Regions from separate parts of the Mus musculus genome. Here regions 1, 2, 4 and 5 are each linked to region 3. Evidence: chromatin contacts called from public Hi-C, HiChIP or PLAC-seq and Micro-C data. All regions are on one chromosome and are shown on one strand. Each heading gives the region's core, a stretch centred on a gene start, on an enhancer-like site or on the middle of the called end of the contact. The rest is flanking DNA. Distances are from core to core; before and after follow the strand shown.

Region 1 (2,700 bases), core at 82-2,581, 360 kb after region 3:
TGACTCAGCAGTTTAGTGCTGGCTACTCTTACAAAGGATCTGGGAGATGATTTGGATTCAGTTCCCTGGACCCAAGTGACAGGTAACAACAGTCTGTAATTCCTGTCCCAGGGGATCAGATGTCCTCTTCTCGCCTCTGCTGCTACCTTGGAAGCATATGGTGCACAGACAATACATGCAGGCAAAAAACACACATACACATAAAAATAAATAAATAAATAAACATGCATTCACATAAAAATAAATAAAAATTTAAGACCTATTAAAATAGTATTTTGGGGACTATTAAATATTTCGTAAAATATTGAAATGAAGTGACTTGTTTGTGCTAAGTTGATAATGGGCTTGCAGAGCATGCGTGAAGGCCTGGGTTTGATCTCCAGCACTGCGGAGACCAGGCCCAGGCGTGATGATGCATGTTAATAATTCCAGTGACCAGTGACATGGGTCTTTTTTTTTTTAATAGGATGATGGGACTCTTCTCCAAACAGTTGTGTCTGATCTAGGGACTTTGGGTCACTGAAGCTCAACCTGAGAGAATAGCTGAGTTTCTTTGTCACAGGCTCTTGTTGGAGTGTGCAGAGCAAGCTTTATTAAGAATTACAGAGGTGGGGGATGGTGTCACATTCCTTTGATCCTAACCCTGGCAAGGGCAAGGCCTGATGGGTCCCTACAGAGAGTTCCAGACCAGCTAACTAAAGGCTGCTGTAGTGAGATCCTGTCTCTTAAAAAAAAAAAAAAAAAAAAATATATATATATATATATATATATATGTATATATATATATATATATATATATATATATATATAGAGAGAGAGAGAGAGAGAGAGAGAGAGAGAGAGAGAAAGAGAAAAGGGAGAGCCGGGCGTGGCTGAGTTCGAGGCTAGCCTGTTCTACAAAGTGAGTTCCAGGACAGCCAGGGCTACACAGAGAAACCCTGTCTCGAAAAAGTAAAAAAAAAAAAAGAAAAGAAAAAAGAGAGAGCCATGATACTTGTTCTATGGGTTTTTTTTTCCTGTTCATATAATATATATAGTACACAGTGCTCCCATACATATATGCCCGCACCCCAGAAGAGGGCACCAGATCCCATTATAGAGGGTTGTGAGCCACCCAGTGGTTGCTAAGAATTGAACCCAGGACCTCTCGAAAAGCTTGCATAATTCTCCGTGACTCCACAGGCTCAGCCAACAGAGGGTCCGACCCTCTATTCTTATTCCCTGGCTCAACCAGGAAATCGCCTGTGATCTGTCCGTGCACTGCCCAGTTCCTCTGCTCAAAGCCCCTTCTGCGCGGCTGTGTCTGGTTAGCGGCAGAGCTCGACTATCTGGCGGATCTTGGTCTCTATGGGTGACCCAGGCACAGTTGATCATTCGCAGCTCCCTTTGTTTTCAAGAGGATTAAGGAGCTCCCTTTTTTTTTTTTTTTTTTTTTTTTTTTTGTTCTACTCTCCGGAACTGGGTGGAGGCTTCAGGTTAAAAGCCTTTTTAGTTTGTTTTTGTTTTGTTTTGTTTTTTGTGTAGTCCTTGCATGTCCCGGAACTTGCTATGTAGATCAGGCTAAAGTCTAACTCAGACTTCCACCACCTCTCAGGGTGTGCGGCCCCAACAAAAGAAGATATTCAAAAGAGGCACCTGAGTCTCTCAATCTGACTATCAATAGAATTGAAATCAATTGGAATAATGGACCGCAAAGAGATTGGAATTCCTCCCACGGAGCTCAGGCGAAGCGAGGAACCAGCAGGAGGGGAGATTGCTCAAAGCTGCAATGAAAAAAAAAAAAAAAGTCAAACTACCTTATGGAAGGAGACTTGACTGGAGCTGTGTTTGGTACAGGTGCGGTATGGTGGAGTAGAGCCTAAAAGGAATGCTAACACTTATTTAGCCCTTAATCTAAACTTAGATCTCATTCTAAGACGCTAAATTTGAACTTGGAAGGTTTCAATGATTTCACTTTGGTTGGTTGGTTGGTTTGGTTTGGTTCGGTTTTAAAGTACAGGGTTTCTCTGTGTAGCCCTGGCTGTCCTGAGACTCGATTTTGTAGCCCAGGCTGGCTTTAAGCTCAGAGACCTATCTTTGCCTCCCTGAGTACTGGGATTAAAGGCATGTGCCATCACACCTGGCTGCATTTCACAATTTTCGGTGATCACATTGAAAAGGAATAAATCCCAGATCACTGCTTTCTACTTTCTTTTTTCTTTTTTTTTTTTTTTTTTTTTTTTAAATGACAGACTACCACTGTATAGTCCTTGGCTGGCCTAGAACTCACTATGTAGATCAGGCTGTCCTTAAATTTGACCTACCAGTGCCTCCTAGTGCTATAATTGTTATAATTAAAAATTAATCCCAGCACTTGGGAGGCAGAGGCAGGTGGATTTCTGAGTTCGAGGCCAGCCTGGTCTACAAAGTGAGTTCCAGGACAGCCAGGGCTACACAGAGAAACCCTGTCTCAAAAAACAAAACAAAAAAATTAAAAGCATGCACCAACATACCTGGTCCCAAACTTCTTTTAGGATGTGGCAAGGATGCCCTGCATCCCTTGCTGAAAACAAGCACCACTATCTGAGTTCAGCCAGGGATAAAGTTCCAAGCTTGGGAAGAAAGCAGGGAGCTGCCCCTGTGTTAAAGAGTCTCGGAGGCTCATTGCCTAGAACACCCATGGTTTGTGGTGAACTGGAATGTTAGAAATCTGGAACCAAA
Region 2 (2,700 bases), core at 54-2,553, 350 kb after region 3:
CCCGAGCTATCGAGGAAGAAGGTCAGTGCAGAAGCACAAAGGCAGGCATCTAACATATCCTGGGTATTTCTCCTCACCAGGTCTGTTTGAAGTCCGAGCCCAGGAGTACCTGGAAACCCTGCCCAGCGGAGAGCACAGCGGAGTCAATAAATTCCTCAAGGGACTGGGTAAGGCTGGGTCCCTGTCGCCAGCCTCAGCTCTAAACCATCTTTCCTGGAGTCTTCACTACTTCCATCCACAAGAGCCAGGAACGGTACAGGGTGGACTGTCTACCTCTCTTAGTCTGTCCCTGGGAACTAGGGTGGCCTCACTGACATCCTTGCCACCATCTTCTGAACCCCCGAGTCTTGTGGCAACCAACAGAGGCAGCATGCCCTGGGCGAGGCAGGGAGTACCTTAACACAGGTAGGATTCCTCCCAACCTCCGAATGCCCCTGAGCAAAAAAGAATCATCAAGAGGACTGCTGGTGGTGGCGGCGCACACCTTTAATCCCAGCACTCGGGAGGCAGAGGCAGGTGGATGTCTGAGTTCGAGGCCAGCCTGGTCTACAGAGTGAGTTCCAGGACAGTCAGGGCTACACAGAGAAACCCTGTCTCAAAAAACCAAAAGAAAAAAAAAAAAAAGAAGAATCATCAGGACTACAGTTTAATCAGCAAAAAGGTCCTTAAGGGTGCACACTGTGCTCCAGAGTAAACCCTGGAGGTGGAGGAGGAAGATCAGGAGCTGTGTGACCAGCCAGCAAGACATCACAGCATGTGGCACACAAGCCTAAGTCCAGTCCCCAGAACCCACATAAACGCGGGAGGAGGGAACTGAGTCCACAAAGATGTCCTTTGACTCCACAGCCTGCTGAGAGACACACACTTTCCTGTGCACCCCCTCCCTCCCCTCCCCCCCTGATAAAATGTTCTCACTTTCTTTTTTAGGCAATAAAATGAAGTTTCTCCACAAGAAATAACCCTCATCTTGGCCCAAGGGAAAACCTCCTCCCTACGCCCCAGTCCTCCCAGGATGGACCCCTTAGCTGGGCAGGTGGCACGCGCTCACAACAGCTCCGGAAGGGACCAGCCAGCATGCAGAATGTTGTTACTGTGGTTAGTTGCTTCTGGGACCTTTAAATCTTAGATATTAAAAGAGAAGAAGAAGGAAAGTGTTTGGCTCTTCCTTCATTCAGCTCTCCTGCCCCATCTCATCGCCTCTGGGCCAGCTCATTGACTCTGTGGAGCCAGGAGTTAGGAAGCGCGGCAGCCACAGAAACACTTCTGCCCACGCCACTGCTTCTTCCGCACTGGTCTATGACGCCACCTGGTGGCAGAGACTGGACTTTACTGTTCTTGACTACATTTTCTTTTTTTTTCTCCTAGAAGCCGTATAGCTCCATTCATGCCCCAAAAGTCTGTGGCTTTTAGAGGGACACATTTAAAAAAACAGGAAATCTTGTTAACTGGTAATAAAATGTTCTAAGGGTCCTGAAGTTTCTATTTCCTGTGGCCCAACCATGACACTTAGGCCACTGCTGTGAGCCTGTTCCTCTTGACCAACAAAGCTAGGAGAGGTTTCTGTAGTTGCTTCTCTTTTATGAGAGAGAGGACCCGAATCAGCTGACCTGTGGGGACAGTAAGAGTCTGCAGGAGCCCTGTGTGCAGCAAAGGAAGGTTCTCGGGCTGGCCTCGGGGCTGCCACCCCGATACTGTGAATGCCACCAAAAACTGACTACATCTGGATCGCCTCTGACCTGGGCAGGATTAATAGGAGTGCGTGGCTGGGATGTTGGAGGTAGCCAGAGAAAGCAGGTGAGCACAGCACGGGGGCTCAGGGACCGATTCCACAAGCTCCTAGGCTTAGGTAACTTTCTGATAGCAATATTCTGTGTATTTTTATATTGCCCCCAAGTGATCACAGTTAGTATTTTGGAATATACGTTCTTTTCTAACTTATTTTATATTATACTGTTTTACTTAAGAACTTCAGGTGAATAAATAAATAAGTATATCTTTATCAACATTCCTAGTGAGTGTATAATATTCTATTTTATTGATGTTTTTGTATTTGACTTAAACAAAACCTAAAATAAAATTGGGGGAATGTGCTAGGCGGTGGTGGCGCACACACACCTTTAATCCCAACACTTGGGAGGCAGAAGCAGGTGGATTTCTGAGTTTGAGGCCAGCCTGGTCTACAAAGTGAGTTCCAGGGCAGCCAGGGATACACAGAAAAAACCCTGTCTCAAAAAATCAAACAAACAAACAAATATTGGGGGAATGTACTAGGCTATTTGTATGAAGAGGCTTTTTTCTTTTCCTTTTTCATTTTTTGAGACAGAGTTTCTCTGTATAGCCCTAGCTGTCCTGGAACTCACTTTGTAGACCAGGCTGGCCTTGAACTCAGAAATCCACCTGCCTCTGCCTCCCGAGTGCTGGGATTAAAGGCGTGCACCACCATACCCGGCTCTTTCCTTTTTTTTTTGTTTTGTTTTGTTTTTTTCAAGACAGGGTTTCTCTGTATAGTGCTGGCTATCCTGGAACTCAGTCAGTAGACCAGGCTGGCCTCGAACTCAGAATTTTGCCTGCCTCACAAGTGTTGGGATTAAAGGTGTGCACCCCCTGCCACACTGAAGAGGCTTTTTTTCAGTGGTCTTTATATTAAAAGGGGGAGACACACTGCATGTGTAAAGAAGGCTCAGGCTGGTGAGATGGTGC
Region 3 (2,700 bases), core at 3-2,502:
TCGTATTTTTTTTTTAATTCTTACATTTATAAAGTGGGTGTCATAGTGATAGAGTAGGGCGAGCCTTTTTCTTTCCTAAGTCACGGTGGGTCAGATCACTTTTGAAGGATATTTCTTCTCAGGATCCTCTAGAAAAGCTTATCCTGGCCAAGCCCACAATGAAAATAATATCGTAATGAAGTCATGGTCTCTGCAGGATGCTGACCCTTCACTGGTGCACACGTAGGCAAATACCCCGGTACCTTAGTTGTTGATGCGGTATGAGCAACCTATCTTCATTCCCAAGGACAGTCAACGGTAAAGGGCACTCTGACCCGCAGCTGACACAGCTGCGCAGATAAAGCTGCAGTTTTCTTGGCCCACATATCTGATTTCTTTTGAGATTGCTCAAGATCTCATGATTGATCTCATACTGTCCGTTACGATATTTTCTTGCTCCACAATTAAGACATCTTGCTTTTAAAAAACAATTGAGAGTTTATCATAAAAGTTTGAGTCTGGGATTGACGGCCCAGGTGTGTACCTTTAATCCCAGCACTCAGGAGGCAGAGGCAGATGGGTCTCTGAGTTTGAGGCCAGCCTGGTCTACACGGTGAGTTCCAAGACAGCCAATGCTACATAGAGAAACCCTGTCTCAACAAACAAAACAAAACAAAAAAAGAAAAGAAAAGAAAAAGGCTGGGGACAGAGTTTTACACTAGCTTATCCAAATGTACAAAGAGAAGCAGAACTTAGGCTATCTTCCAAAACACAATTTCTCTGTGTTACTGCTCCTGTCTATCTCCTATCCAAGAGTTCTATCCCTGTACCCCGAAAAGAGAACCACAGCTCAACTCCTTGATTGATAGGAACCCAACACGGTCAGAAAGACTCTGAGCTAGCATCAAGTATCTTTGGAACGCAAAGAGCATAAGCTCTAATGAAAAGAAAAATGAAACGTGAAGACAAAGGAAAAATACTGCATTTCATTCTATTATCACAGAGCAAGGAGCTTCAGCGAGGAGGGACTCAGCTCTGGCTATTCTCGACAAAATGATGCGTGTGGTCCCTCTAGAACCTTCCTGGATAGCCAAGGCTCCCCCACTCTCAGAACCACACCCACACAACCCGGCTTTCCTCGCGGGCGGAGGCCCTGGGCTCAGAGCGAGCGCGGCCGCTAGGTGTCGCCCGAGGTCCCGCCCCCAGGGAGTGAGAGTAGTTCCGGGTTGTCCGCCGACTCCGCTCTAGCCATCAAGCTTCCGCCTCTCTCCTGCTCTCTGGAGCTGGGAAGCAAGTAAAGGGGGGCGGGCCTTCCGGGGACGCGCGTGCGCGAGGTCAGGAGCAGGTAAGGCAAGCGGAGCGCTGGGGTCACAGCAGAGGGCGGCGGCGGTGCGGGCGGACCCGGGTCCCTAACCTGGTGGAATTGCCAGATCCAGTCGAGTCAGTTAGGGGCCTTCCTGGAGCTTCCACGTGTACCCCACAAACACCCGAGGCTTTCCCCTTATCCTGTGGGGAACTGAACAAACCAAAAACGCACTTCCTTTCTCCTAGTGAGCCCGCCCTCGCACTCAGTTTTGTGTGGGATGCGCCGGCGATATTTGTTGATTGTTATTTAAAATGCAGTTTAGATGATGCTTGGGAAAATGAATGACTCTACTACAGCTTCCAGCGCCGGAGGAGTGCGCGAATCAGACAGCGGAGAGTATGAGTTGTGCATGCTGAACAAAAAAAAAAAAATAAAGTTATCTGTTCGGAGGGGTTCATGCCCTGTGACCCAGTAAAATAATTGGTACCAGTTTTTAAATGCTCTGAGCACGTTGCTTCTCAGTAACAACTCGTATGCATTCCTTGGGTCGTGATTAGGCAGGCACTATGCCTTCAGCTTTCCTTGTCAGTCGAAACTCAAATAATAAGGTAAATTGTACTCCTGATGTTGATAATTGACCTACACTTATACCCACACAAGTGTACCTGCAAGCATTTTAAATAAATAGATCCATGAGAAAGATAAACTTATCTTTTTATGCCAAAAGGGGAAAAAAGAGTTCTGAATTTTCAGATGTGGGCTTTATGTGTTTTGCTTGACATATTTAAGTAATTTGGTTTTGCTTCTCATTTTCAACGGTTATTTTCACCTGTATTTTTCTTTCATTCACATTTAAAGAAACATGATATTTCAAAGGAACTAATTTGTGAGGCTGAAGAGATGGCTCAGTAGTTAATAGAGCATATTGCTCTTGCAGGATCCAGGTTGAGTTTCTAGTCAGATAACTCACAACCACGTATAACACCATTATAGGGCAGAGGTTCTCAACCTGTGAGTCACATATCAGATATCCTGCATATCAGATATTTACATTACAATTCATAAATTCATAACAATAGCAGAACTGCAGTTATGAAGTAGAAATGAAATAATTTTATGGTAGAGGGGTCAGCACGACATAAGGAACTGTATTAAAGGAACGCCGCATTAGGAAGATTGAGAACTACTGGTCTAGGGGAACCCTCTCCATCTTGCCTCCCTGGGAACATAGTCACACAGACCCACCCACAAATAACTTTTGTTTGTTTGTTTTTAATTTTTACCCTATTGTGTAACTCCTAGGATAATTTTATGTGAATTGAAATCTAATTGGCATGTAAATCATTTGACTTAATGTTATATAATTTAAAAGGTTATATTCTTTCATAAAATTGAAATCCTTTAGGAAAGCATAC
Region 4 (2,700 bases), core at 71-2,570, 300 kb after region 3:
CGGAATCTACTGGCCAGACTGGTCTGAAACTTATTGTACCCTAAGTGGGCCACAGACCTTGACAGTTCCCTTACCTCAGAGTATTGGAATTATAAACATGAATCATCATGCCCAGCTTTTATTTGCTTTGTTTTGTTGTGTTGTACTTTTGGGGTTTTTGGGGTTTTTTTTTTTTTTTTGAGACAGGGTCTCATTATGTGGCTCTGGCTGGACTGGAATTCACTGTGTAGACCAGGCTGGTCTAGAACTCACATAGATCTGCCTGCCTGTGCCTCCTAAATGCTGTGAATAAAGGCTTATTCCATAATGCCTATCATTGATTTTTAAGACAGAATCTCACTATATTGACCAGGCTGACCTACAGCTTGATGTTAACCCTCCAGCTTTAGCCTCCCAGGTGCAGGCATTGCAGACGTGCACTGCCACACCCGCCTCCTAGCCACTTTTTAAAAGTTTAGACTAACAAACCCTTCTTTATGTGTCAGGATCCAAATGCAAAGCATGCCTCATATGTTGACATCTTGATCTCACAAATATGGGGGAAAAAAATCACAACAGAGTTGAGGTATATCCTGAAAGGCCAGGATGTCCTGCAGAGTCCATTTGGATGGTGGCTAATCCCGTCCCATCAAACCCACGATCATCTAAATTAGTTGTTGTGTTGCATGCTCTGTAAGAAAGGGCTTGTACAGTGAAGCATGCAGACACCTTTCGTTGTTAGTGCTAGGAACTTCAAACTACACCTTCACCCTATCCTCTACCCTTATGGGACAAGTCTAGGCAAATAACCTGGACCGGCAGAGGTCAGAGTCCGTGCACCACAGCACATTATCATCCCAGAAAGCAGTTAATATGTATGACCCAGATCCCATAAGCTGGTGCTCTAAGACTTGGTCCCTCTGTCCCGCTTGGAGCCCTCAGTGGAGGCAGAAGAGGCTAATGGAGCGATAGCCCCTCCTTTGGGGATGGGTTTCTGCTGCAAGTCGGGCATTTGCCCTGGCTTACATTACAGCTCTGCAGCCCTGGTCCGAAAGCTTTGGCTTGACCCACTTTGCATTCTGACCTCTGCTGTGTTTGGAACCGGCCTGAATTGATTCAAGTTCTCTCTTTGTTTCTCTCCACGGTGCACAACCCAGAAAGTCCTATGAGTTCGAGGACTTACTACAGTCTTCCTCAGAGAACAGCAGGGTGGACTGGTATGCACAGACCAAATTGGGACTCACACGCACTTTATCGGAGGAGAACGTCTATGAAGACATTCTAGGTAAGAGGTCAGAAAATCCAGAAGTAGAGCTGCTTCCCCTCGAGCTGGCAGAAAGGAAGGAGAAACACCAGGCTGCTGTAAAAGAAAGTAATAAAAAGGGAAGCACTGCTTGCTTTGTACAACCCACCTCAGGAAAAGACACCAAAAAATGGTTGTGTATCCACAGATGGTATACAACTTTTACTATATTAAATGTACTCATCATTACACTGTGACTGTTATAAATACATATGCTCAAAATCACTAATAAAAATATAATGTAACCTTAAAAACCAAAAACTGAGCCAGGCGTGGTGGCGCATGCCTTTAATCCCAGCACTTGGTAGGCAGAGGCAGGCGGATTTCTGAGTTTGAGGCCAGCCTGGTCTACAGAGTGAGTTCCAGGACAGCCAGGGCTACACAGAGAAACCCTGTCTCAAAAAACAAAAAACAAAAAAACACCCCAAAAACCGAAATGGAGCTGGTGAGAGGGAAAAGGCCCACAGGTATTTGTGCATGTGGGGCAGAGGGGGTAGATGCTCACAGACAACATTCATGGTGCAACCAGTACCAGAAATGCCTCATAAGAGGAAGCCCAGGACTGAGGGAGGGCTTAGCAGAGCCGCTTCTGTCTGGGTTCCCACCCATGTGATGAGAGAGCAAAGGAAGTTTGGGAGAATAATAATCTGTAACCCAAACTGGCTTCTTCTTTCTCTTTCTCCCAGGGTGGCCTATTCTCAGCGGGGCTTCTCACAGTCCCCAGGAAGGCTGCTACCAGCTCCCTGGAACCCATGGCTTTCCTCTGTAGAACCAGAGCCTTGGGGCCTGCAAGTCCCAGCAAATGTCCCCAGCCACTCCAGCCAGATCACCTTATGTCCTATGTCCACTTTTAGAGCCAGAAGTGCTATTCAGCAATTGCCTTAGGCCTGGGCTGTCAGCCCTCCCTGAGCGCACCTCTGAGGCAGAGTCCGGGCCTGGCAGAACAGGTAGCCCGGAAACTGAGAGTGGAGTTTATTTGATACAGCTACAAATGGAAAGATGGGGAGTTATCACCTCAGTGAGAATTAGGATCTGCTGCCAGAGGAAAGGATGGCCAAAGAAACAACACACATCCCACAAGCACTCCCAGGAGGAGGCCAAGATAGGGGCTTAGTGCTCCCAGGGCTGGAGAGATTTCGCAGCAGTTGAAAGCACTGGCTGCTTGCTATTCAGAGGACCCAGGTTCAGTTTCCAGTGCCCACCTGGCGGCTCATAATCATCTGTAACCCCAATGCCATGGGATTTGACATCCTCTTCCGGCCTTCTCGGGTGTCAGCCATGCACGTGGTACACAGATAATATGTTCAAGCAAAGCACCATTCACATAAAATAAATCTTTTAAATGTAAAAGAGGAAGAGGCAAAGCTCTAACATTCTGACCCATGTTGTCACTGGTCACAGATCCGCCAATGAAGGAA
Region 5 (2,700 bases), core at 94-2,593, 280 kb after region 3:
CTGTAGAGAGCAGGGGGGTGGGGTGGAGATCGGCTGTGCTCCCTTCTCCCCACCCCCTGGCCCATGTGGCTATCTGCCAGAAGAGGACAGAAAGGCAGTGTCTGTGGGCCCAGCCACATGGAGAGACTCCAGAAGCTTCAGCTGTGTGAGAGTTGTGAGAGGGACAATGAGTTCCTTCCTGTCCCTGAAAGGCCTTTCAGGGCTCCCCTCCACTGTGGGATGGGTGGACCTGAGCTCCTAGCTTCCTTGGAGAACTGGGCTCGGTTACACCACAGATTTATTCCAGAGTATATGGTGCTGGGTTGCCGTAAAGCAACAGCTAGACTCCTGGGCAAGTCTATGCTCCAGTTCTCCCTGTGCCCAACTCCCAATGGCTTCGCCTGCTCCATTTCAGCTTTCAGGTCCCTCCTTGCCTGCTTCCTCTTAAAAAGAGTGTTTGTGCACATTATTTATTTGGATGTGCACGCACACTGGTGAAAAGGACAGACTGGGGCTTGAACTCAGGTCCTCGGGTTCGGTGGCAGGCACTTTTATACCCCCTGAGCCATCTCACCAGACTGTGTCTTCATTTCATAAAGGGTGATCCATGAGTGCTCTATTTTTATTTGTCTTATGTTTTAATTGAATTTATGTATTTGTTGTCTTAGTCACTATTCTATTGCTGTCAAGAGACACCATGGCCAAGGCAGCTCTTTTAGGAAGGAAAAGGGTTTAACTGGGGCTTGCGTAAAGTTTCAGAGGTTTTACTCCACCCTGATCGTTATGATGAAGAGTGCTGGGACAGATGGCACTAGAACAGTAGCTGAGAAGTTTACATCCTGATCCCCAGGCGGCAGCCAGAGACAGACAGACACTGACTGAGAGAGGCAGAGACTGACTGAGCCTGGCTCATGCTTTTGAAACATCAAAGCCCACCCCTGGCAACATACTTCCTCTAACTGGGGACTAAATATGCAAATATATGAGCCTGTGGGGTCATTAACATTCAGACCACATTTATTTATTTCTGTCTCTTCGCTGGCCTTTCCCTCCTGGTACCTAAGATCTGTTAGCATGTTTTGAAACAGGCCTCTTGATTCCTTTGAGGAAGTTCTGAGCCAAGACACTGAGTACCCTCAGTTTTACCTGGCAGGTAGAAGTCTTGGAAGCCCCAGGAGATCATGTGACCTCATCCACCTAAGACAGATTTTCTAGTTTCTTCTTGCCACCTCCCATTCCGGGTGAAATGGGGCCACATACCTGCTTCCTTCTGAAGGAGGGGCCCATGTGCCTCATGGAGTCTTTATCACTGGTCCTCTAGGCTTCCTGGAGTCTCTCTTGGTGCTGACATGGTGACCGTGTGCAAGCAGGCCACAGACAGCCACAGCCCAACTGGAACTCTGAGCTACAGATTGGCTGACAAGTAAGAGCCGCCCTTAGCATGCGCATGCGCCCTGGAAGTAGATGAGCACGCTTCTCCACCTCCTTCTGTTCTCCCTAAGAGTGTAGGAACTGACGGCCTGTCTACTTCTCCCTTTTACTACTTGCACCTACTCCCTTTCCTTAACCGGGGAATGTCACTCTCCTGAGCCTCCTGTCAGACGGCTCCTTGAACTGCCTTCATTTGAGACTTGAGAGGTCTGGATATTGCTGAGTGAGTGTTGTGTGCCTTCCAGGCCAGGGTATCTTTTTCTAGCTATAGAATCACGGTTTTTCACTTCTCTCTAAACGCTAAAGCTTTGCAGCCGTAGCTGTTCCCATCTTCTGCTAGCGGGAAGCCTTCCCCCTCCTCACCCCCCCCCCCCCCCCCCCCCGCTCATATTCTGCTATCACCAATCTCATCACAACTCTCAGCAGCCCAGACGCTAGAAACAGGAACTGCAGACACCCACGGGTATAAGAGTCACGTGGAGAAGACACTCTGTCAGTCCTGGGGACAGTTAAAATAGTGTCATCGCCCTGTACGCTTCTTGCTTGACCTTGGTAATGTTCTTCCAACAAGCCATTGTCTCTTCCTCGAGTATTGTTGAGTCACTCCAGGTATTTGAAAACTATAATGGTCACAGTTAGTTGTAATTAGTTGAGTGCCTTGGGATATATATATATATATTTTTTTTTTTTCTTTTTGGTTTTTTGAGACAGGGTTTCTCTGTATAGCCCTGGCTGTCCTGGAACTCACTTTGTAGACCAGGCTGGCCTCGAACTCAGAAATCCGCCTGCCTCTGCCTCACGAGTGCTGGGATTAAAGGCGTGTGCCACCACGGCCGGCTAAATATATAGTTTTATAATGCATATTTATATATTTAAATGTGTTTATTCTATTTTAAAATATATATATTTATATAATATATAAACATTGTATAAATATATAGTATATTTATATATAAATATATATGCTTATTTTATATATATTCATTTATTAAATGCATATGTACTATCAACCTACCATACACCAGTAACAACAAACTAGATTATGCGGCTTCTGCATGCAGAAGGCTCTCGTCTACAGAAGGCAGCTAGCATTCCTCCTTTTAAAAGAAAAAAGGAGGACTAGGTACATGGTTCGGTGGTAGAGCCCACCCAGCTCAATTCCTGTGCTCACTCTCCATGTTGAGAAGGAAAATGAGCAAGGGCTCAAGCCCCAGTCTTTCATCCCCTGTCCAGAGCCGTGAGGTAGCATATGTGACTGGGGGATTCTGCTCTGTTGGTGGCTGCCAGCAA

Evidence for each region. A called contact is a pair of places that touch in the nucleus more often than the background predicts. HiChIP or PLAC-seq counts read pairs in DNA pulled down with a chosen protein or histone mark.
Region 1: an H3K27ac HiChIP or PLAC-seq map of embryonic stem cells shows a contact between it and region 3, with 5 read pairs. The contact joins the enhancer-like site here to the promoter of Mrps33 in region 3. A contact is called at or near these places in 4 of 39 promoter capture datasets (the C10 cell line, cranial neural crest, liver and 1 more), 4 of 115 datasets of contacts at active chromatin or transcription factors (bone marrow-derived macrophages, embryonic stem cells, large pre-B cells and 1 more) and 1 of 9 other capture datasets (pancreatic islet).
Region 2: a Hi-C map of the P5424 cell line shows a contact between it and region 3, with 5 times the contacts expected there. The contact joins the enhancer-like site here to the promoter of Mrps33 in region 3. A contact is called at or near these places in 13 of 39 promoter capture datasets (the C10 cell line, HPC-7-derived erythroid cells, cranial neural crest and 7 more), 8 of 484 Hi-C or Micro-C datasets (ECoMG myeloid progenitors, ECoMG-derived neutrophils, the P5424 cell line and 4 more), 6 of 115 datasets of contacts at active chromatin or transcription factors (bone marrow-derived macrophages, cardiomyocytes, extraembryonic endoderm stem cells and 3 more) and 2 of 9 other capture datasets (adipose tissue and liver).
Region 4: a contact with region 3 is called in an H3K27ac HiChIP or PLAC-seq map of microglia, with 9 times the contacts expected there. The contact joins the enhancer-like site here to the promoter of Mrps33 in region 3. A contact is called at or near these places in 1 of 484 Hi-C or Micro-C datasets (nephron progenitors), 4 of 115 datasets of contacts at active chromatin or transcription factors (extraembryonic endoderm stem cells, large pre-B cells, microglia and 1 more) and 3 of 9 other capture datasets (adipose tissue, liver and pancreatic islet).
Region 5: a Micro-C map of embryonic stem cells shows a contact between it and region 3, with 3 times the contacts expected there. The contact joins the promoter of 8030453O22Rik here to the promoter of Mrps33 in region 3. A contact is called at or near these places in 2 of 39 promoter capture datasets (the C10 cell line and maxillary cranial neural crest), 1 of 484 Hi-C or Micro-C datasets (embryonic stem cells), 2 of 115 datasets of contacts at active chromatin or transcription factors (extraembryonic endoderm stem cells and pancreatic cancer cells) and 3 of 9 other capture datasets (adipose tissue, liver and pancreatic islet).

What each region holds. Positions count from the first base shown.
Region 1 is chr6:39,444,937-39,447,636 of GRCm38.p6, reverse strand. No RefSeq gene overlaps it. Among named protein-coding and RNA genes, the nearest start is that of Gm25402, 24 kb to the right of the region's middle. Within about 2 kb of position 1,331, at least 105 of the 459 cell types and tissues checked have an H3K27ac peak or open chromatin away from gene starts, as enhancers often do. A contact at or near this core is called in bone marrow-derived macrophages and embryonic stem cells, where this site is marked.
Region 2 is chr6:39,461,679-39,464,378 of GRCm38.p6, reverse strand. It overlaps Dennd2a (DENN/MADD domain containing 2A), which reads left to right. Exons shown (of 19, transcript NM_172477.4): 18 at 81-167; 19 at 928-2,001. The coding sequence ends at 959. Among named protein-coding and RNA genes, the nearest start is that of Gm52860, 7.4 kb to the left of the region's middle. Within about 2 kb of position 1,303, at least 48 of the 459 cell types and tissues checked have an H3K27ac peak or open chromatin away from gene starts, as enhancers often do. A contact at or near this core is called in the P5424 cell line, bone marrow-derived macrophages, pro-B cells and 1 more, where this site is marked.
Region 3 is chr6:39,809,488-39,812,187 of GRCm38.p6, reverse strand. It overlaps Mrps33 (mitochondrial ribosomal protein S33), which reads left to right and starts at 1,252. Exons shown (of 3, transcript NM_010270.2): 1 at 1,252-1,324.
Region 4 is chr6:39,506,806-39,509,505 of GRCm38.p6, reverse strand. It overlaps Dennd2a (DENN/MADD domain containing 2A), which reads left to right. Exons shown (of 19, transcript NM_172477.4): 3 at 1,137-1,264; 4 at 2,684-2,700. It overlaps Gm52860 (a long non-coding RNA gene), which reads right to left. Exons shown (of 3, transcript XR_003956284.1): 3 at 1,258-1,339. Among named protein-coding and RNA genes, the nearest start is that of 8030453O22Rik, 19 kb to the left of the region's middle. Within about 2 kb of position 1,320, at least 19 of the 459 cell types and tissues checked have an H3K27ac peak or open chromatin away from gene starts, as enhancers often do. A contact at or near this core is called in microglia, where this site is marked.
Region 5 is chr6:39,526,184-39,528,883 of GRCm38.p6, reverse strand. 8030453O22Rik (RIKEN cDNA 8030453O22 gene) reads right to left here and starts at 1,343. Exons shown (of 2, transcript NR_167680.1): 1 at 1,240-1,343. All of the region lies in intron 1 of Dennd2a (DENN/MADD domain containing 2A), which reads left to right.